2 separate regions of the Mus musculus genome follow, and region 1 is linked to region 2. Evidence: chromatin contacts called from public HiChIP or PLAC-seq data. All regions are on one chromosome and are shown on one strand. The core of a region is the stretch at or near the end of the contact, and the rest is flanking DNA. Distances in the headings are between cores, read along the strand shown.

Region 1 (3,468 bases), core at 849-3,348, 39 kb before region 2:
GGTGGTAACTGGGCCATAATTTAAAATTATATGAGAGAGATGCAAGTTATTAGGCTTGAATACTTCCCAGATCAAATTCTCGCCACTCTGGGGACTCTCCTAGTAAACCCATCATGGCCTTTGATGGTCTCAGAGCCAGGCACTGGTAAGGACGATGATCCCAACAGCTTTTGACCTCCTTCAAAGTGAGCATGTGACAAATTCTAAATTTAACAAAGACACATGGAAGAGCCACACTAAATGTCCCTGTCATCTCATCGGAGTCCCTAGACAGGATTGCCAAGCACGGCACCACAATATCCAGAATGAAAACCAAAGTAAACATAGGAAAACTTGTAGAGCTGGGGGGTGAAAAAGACTCTTGCAGGCCTAGATGGAAAGTGGGGAACTCCTTGAGAAATAAGATATTAGCACAAGTTAGGCATGTCTCGGTTAAAAAAAAAAAAAAAATGAAAAGACCTCAGGGTTTCAAAGCGTACACAAAAAAGTTCTTTCCAGGTCACTAGCACAGGTGGAAGGCTGGGGAAGTCACAGCACCTCAACACTGAAGCTTTGCACCTCAGGTCAGGTTTTGTTTGAACTCCAGTATCAGCAACACCCACCATCAATGAAAGTACTACCAAGGGAGCACTTTGTCTTCAGACAAAACCAACACCTTTGCGCACAAAACCCATATCCAAAAGCAAGAGGGGAGCTCTACAGCTGGCCTCCAGGTGAAGAACCGATATGTCTTCCCAGTGGCTCCTTAGACTCCATTAACTAAAAACTGTAATAACCAAAGTCAAGTTAGGGACAGAAACGATGGAAAAATACCAAGACCAAAAGCTCAGCCTGAAGGCATTATTACTCTTTAGAAACAATGGAGTAGATCCAAACCTACTACAATTTAAACATAAAATCATTGACTCCTAGCCACGGTGCTTCTCTGAAACCCTAGGACAGATGCAGCCAAGTAGTCACTAATTGTCTTGGGATTTCCAAATTGGCCAGAGCGAGACCATCTGAGTCACTTGAAATTGGCAATGAAGCCTAAAGTCTCAAGAAAGGAAAAACTCCTTCACTTACACAACACACACATCCCAGTCCCAGACCGTGTTGGCCACAGATCTCTGGTGAAACAAAAGAGATCCACAACAAAGACCCCCCCCCCACCCCCCTCAGAACTTATGGCTTTAAGAGAGAGCACTCTTGAACGTTCTAGGTGTTGTCATAATGGAAGTCCAGTGCTTCCCAAGAAGGGAAAGACAGAGTGACAAGAAGATGAGCCAGTAACCAAAACAATAAAAATGCTAGGCCCCGGGGAGGGGAGGAGAGATGAAGTAAGCTAGGCCTGGCCAGTACTAGTCAATCTTATTTTCCTGGACTTCAATATAGCAGCCATGGGGGGCAACGGGGGTAACAGGATCACAAGCTCCCACCCACTCCAGCCTGGTCTTTATTAAAATGGAAGTGGGGAGATCATCTTTATAGGGGCTTGAGGTCCACCATTCAAAGCAATGCCAACCCTAAGATTTTCAACATTTTTGAAGCTAAGAGCCAGCCAGACACTAGACTAGGAAGAAGAAGTGGGAGAAGGGAGGAAGGGAGAGAGGAGGGAAAGAAAGGAGGAGGGAGGTAGAGGATAGAAAAGAAAAGAAGGAGGGAGAAGAGAGGAACAGAAGGAGAAGAGGAGGGAGAGGGTCATGTTTCAAAACAAAGGCTCCACTCCACTCGGAACGCCACCCCCTGGCCTGGGCCAGCCTGGAAGGGCTGGGATTTCTACATCAAGCGTCCACAGGGCAGAACAAGGCCGCGCGGCCAGGCGAGGGCCTCCCGCAGCCGCTGGCGGACCGAGCCAGCCCGCGGCGCTCCTAGCCCGCCCCGCGCCGCGTGCCCCGCGCAGCCCGGCTCCCCGGAGCCCGCGAGTCCCGACCTACCTTCCTTCACGCCCGGCAACTTGGACTGATCTACACTCACGTCGGCCATGGCGGCCGCTGGGCCTCGGGCGCGCGGAGATCACGGCGCACGCCCACCCCGCGGGCTGGCCCGGGTGGACGCCGGACTCTCCCGGGCCGGAAATGCACCGGAGTCCAGTACGGAGGGAGAGAGGTGCCAGAAAGGCGGCGGCGGCGGCGGCGGGGGGCGGGGGCTGCAAGGCTGCACCGCACGCAGAGGCGTGCGAGCCAGACCGCCTCCCCTCGCCTATGTGCCTGCCGCGCCCAGCCCAGGCCACAGCTCTGCGGCCTGAAGGCCGGGACCCCAAGGCTGCACCTGCCAGCTAGGCGCCGCCGGGACAGAGCCTATCTGCGCTCCACTCTGAGATTTAAGACTTGTGTAAAGTGCTTATTGAGTGCCAGGCACCACAAATCCTTATATCTGGGATTAGTGGGCATATACATACATACTTACAAACATACATACATACATACATACATACATACATACATACATACATGTGTGTGTGTGTGTGTGTGTGTGTGTGTGTGTGTGTGTGTGCTTTATATTTCTTTTTTTGTTTTGTTTTTTTGTTTTTAAAGAAACCAGAATACAAGACACTGAATTAAATTCTGGGCCCTTCTGGAAACGGAATATTCACAACCAGCAGGGAGAACTGAGTCACTCAATCAACAAAAAACTATAAATGTCTACCAGATCGGATGTTCAGTTTCGGGGGTGGAGGGATTGTGACAGAGACTTGTATGGGCTTCCCCTTCCAGCATGCCACTCACTGGTCTATAATTCTGACATTTGTGTTTCTCTGAAATGAGCGACTTTTCGCGTTTCATCCTATGGATCAGTACAGATTCATGCTCCTTTAGGAACTGTCTCTTCCCCTAAAGGAAACATTCCAGTCCTAAACTGGGTTTTCACTAATCTTATCTTTCAGTCCATTAGTCCACAAACCATGCATATTTATCAAAGAATGGGTGTGAGATCAAAACCGGTGGAGCAGAATACCTCCCTAGGCTTGCTACATAAAGGGTAGAGTAGCAAATTAGTATCTGTTTCCTGAGTGGGCGGCCACTCTCACTAGCAGACAATGAAACTAAACTGAAGATAAGCAAAGATAGGAGAAGGCGGAGAAGAGGGCAGTTTCTGATGGAAACACAGTAGCAAAGCACAGTTCCTCCTCAGAGTTAAGCTTGTTGGCAGGATCATTGAACTCTGGAATGTCAGCCCAACATCTTGTCAAAGTTCAACGTGTCACTTCAGCCACTGGCTTAAACTGGCTTCCCATCTCAGCTCAGACTCCTAGTGTGAGAGGTCAGGAGGAAGTGGTATGATTTTTAACTTGACACTAAAATTGGTTAGCAAAAACTAAGATGTAAATGAGAGCAAAAATTAGATCAGAAGTTGGCAAGCTGCTACCCACAGGCCAAACCCAGCCCGCTGAAACCCCGTGACTGTATTTGTTTAAATATTACATTTTAAATTATTTTTAATATGAGTCATTTAAATTTTGCCTTTTAAGCCCAAAATCTAAAGTAC
Region 2 (3,038 bases), core at 441-2,940:
TTTTAATACCCCCTTTTAAAGCACAAAGCACTATTTGGTTGGATTTTTAGCTTATAAACATTGAATGAAGAAAAAAAGTAAAATAGAAAGAAAAAAAAAGAAGAAGAAAAGCTGCTAACATAGGAAACATTTGAACAATTCACCCCTAGGCTGGTAGAAGTAAACAAGCCAGGCAGTAACTTCTTTTCAAATGAGTCTTTTACATTCAGAGTTTGTCAGAATATTACATATGGGCCAATTATACTATCCTTTATTAGTTCCTAAAGAACACAATTGCTCAGGTTTCTCAAAATTTATTTGCCTTCTGACACAGTTGAAGCAAACACTCATGTAATGTCTTTTTTCTAAGCTTGAAGTTGAAGTTTACAACAATTCGACAAACCTCAGAAAAACTAAAGAAACCTATATAAATCACCATGTGCTCATTTCTGATTTCTTTAGATCATCAGATCTTCAAACACTAGGTTTCTAGAAAGCACATTGATTAACTGAAATGTGAAAATATTAATGGCAAGAGAATGCATTATATTGGTCTGCTGTTTAAAAAAAGTAGGTTCAGGGGCCACGTTACAATTTGGGAATCATTGAAAAATACTTTCAGAGATATCCATGCACTGAAATGATCTGCACAACTCAACTAAAACCACAGCAACACTATGACGTGATGGTCTGGGGAGGATCAAGCTTTGGGAAGGTTTGCGAAAGGCCAATTCCTTGACAAAAGGGGTAGTGAACTTCACTGAAGTGTCTTCTATAGTTCTGTGCCATCTCACACAAGTAAGTCGCACCTGTAAAAGTGAAAGGTGAAGTTGTTAGAAGTGTTCTTGCACTCTGTAGAGCAGAGGAAAACCCACAACTTTCACAGAGATGCAATCCTTTCACCACATGGTATTTCATGGCAGCCTTTAATTACACAGCATATTTTATTCCATAATGTAAATTAATTTCAAATACCAGTGAGTTTAAAGAGCACGTGTGATGTATAAACCTAAGAGCCTAGGCTCAAGTTTTTAGTGACAATTCTATTTGTCAGTTTTTCAGATCTCAAGAGTATCCAGTTACTTTTAGTTTTATATATTAGTTCAAAGGATGTTGTCATGAAAATGCAAAAGGCAGACAAGGAAAGATTGACTAACACGTGGTTAATTTTTAGACACACATTGATAACTATACTTCGCTTCTGAAAACTAGAATTTGTGCGATTCCTGCTGTGTTTCAGAGTTTTGTTAATTTATCTGAACAATGGCATCAACATCATGCTAAGATAAAATCGACAACTTAAAACAATGATATGTGGATATGTGCTTCACATAATCAAGGAAAGTCATAATTAAGGAGCTAGCAAGTGACTGCCGCATCAAGGGCTCTGCTTCTAATGTCATTAAGAAGGTAATCCTGACATCAGTCCTGATGTTTCTAACTCCACCTAGACAAACTTTGAAATAGTGTACTTTGAATATCTATTGAATGTGAGTTGCTTACACCAATGCCTCTACAATCTTTAAACTTTAGTCTAATGTACTTCTTGTAGGAATAAAACATATAAACATCAGACTATATTCCTTTCAAAAATACAACAGAGAAGAAATTGGTATTTCCCCTGGAAATTTGTTAGTTCCTAGCAGCAGTATGTAGCCTTGATCTTAACCCAAGACTAGAGAGCAGTTTCACTTTCATTGGGAGACTCAAAGTGAAACCAAGAAGGTAAAAACCCATAGCCAACACCCCTGCACTGGAAAGCACTTTGGCTCAACCCAAGTGAAACAGAGTTTGAGCATACTTTCTCTGTGACTTGCCACCATGACAAGTTAGAGCTAAAGGCAAGCAGCATTACACCAGCCCAGCATGATCGCATTCGCCAGCTGAATGACAAAAATGACCAGTGATGCTGACAAACAACATCAATAGCCAGGAACCAAGAAAACTTGATGGACCACACTGAGAACATTGACCCAGAGGGCAGAACACCCATCTTGATGTGAACATGGTCTATAAAATGTCAATTACACCAATATCCAGCAAAAAATTTGCAAATTGTTAGAGTTAAACAAGACTACACGTCCTCAAGTCAGCAATTATTTGTCTGACTGTGTGAACATCATTTAACAATGCTGAAATCTGTATCTTGTAAATGCCATGCTGTGCAAATTGCACCCACCATTTAATTCAAAGGGCTATGGCAGCAGTAGGAAAACCATATCAGAAATAAGAGAAATTTAGGTGAATTTTATAAGTTTTGTTATCCATTCAAATGTCACATGAGAAAACATAAGGACTGAGCAGGTGAACCCACGGTGATTAATGGAAACGAGAAATGTGATGTCTTCTCCTAAGGCTTCTCTTCTGATACCATTGTCTCCAGGTTTGACTGGGAAGATCCATACTTATGAAGACATTGCAGCTTGTTAAGTGTACACTAATGCATAAACTTGGACATCAGTACCACGAATCTGGACATGATAGCAGCTGAAATATCTTCTTTCTATCTAGAGGTCTAGTGTGTCAATGTTCATATGAAAATGAGTTTCCTAAGTTTGCTATCATGTACAGTTTGGGGGAATTCAGAACTACAAAAGTATGTGATATGGCAATGCAGAGTGGAATATGCAAAAATCAGTCAGACTTCTATCAATCTCAGGGTTATGTAAATGTATCAGGAAATTGGAAGATGTGCCCTTGATTCCAGGAAGTACTTGGCTTTTTATAGCTAATTCCTGTTCAAATATAAGTGCAGCAGTTGTTAGCAGACCCAAGGAGTGATCACATTTAGTTTATTTCTAGATATGAGAGAAGCAGCTCCATGCAAGTTTTGAAGGTAGTGCTATTCAAGAGACAGTATTCCTCTTTGTAATCAGTGCATACTCCTATTTTTAAGGTACTAGGTGCTTAGTGCTTGCAGAATATCAACATGAACAGGCTCATAGGCATCTGTAATTCTCTTAGTTAAGTCATATCATAAAGTATTGATCCTCATAATAACTTTTGAATATTTGAGGGGAAAGAAAAAACATTTTAATTGAATGTATGAAAGGATTAGG

What was found. HiChIP or PLAC-seq counts read pairs in DNA pulled down with a chosen protein or histone mark.
Region 1: a BATF HiChIP or PLAC-seq map of CD8 T cells shows a contact between it and region 2, with 136 read pairs. The contact joins the promoter of Ccdc50 here to the enhancer-like site in region 2. A contact is called at or near these places in 3 of 39 promoter capture datasets (the C10 cell line and macrophages), 2 of 15 datasets of contacts at CTCF or cohesin (CD8 T cells and the NIH/3T3 cell line), 22 of 484 Hi-C or Micro-C datasets (B cells, the C10 cell line, CD4 T cells and 13 more), 11 of 115 datasets of contacts at active chromatin or transcription factors (the 230-238 cell line, CD8 T cells, the SCID.adh cell line and 7 more) and 4 of 9 other capture datasets (adipose tissue, liver, macrophages and 1 more).

The regions. Positions count from the first base shown.
Region 1 is chr16:27,387,586-27,391,053 of GRCm38.p6, reverse strand. Ccdc50 (coiled-coil domain containing 50) reads right to left here and starts at 2,098. Exons shown (of 11, transcript NM_026202.4): 1 at 1,917-2,098. The coding sequence starts at 1,965.
Region 2 is chr16:27,348,158-27,351,195 of GRCm38.p6, reverse strand. It overlaps Ostn (osteocrin), which reads right to left. Exons shown (of 5, transcript NM_198112.2): 5 at 1-788. Among named protein-coding and RNA genes, the nearest start is that of Uts2b, 21 kb to the left of the region's middle. Within about 2 kb of position 1,690, at least 45 of the 459 cell types and tissues checked have an H3K27ac peak or open chromatin away from gene starts, as enhancers often do. A contact at or near this core is called in the 230-238 cell line, B cells, CD8 T cells and 13 more, where this site is marked.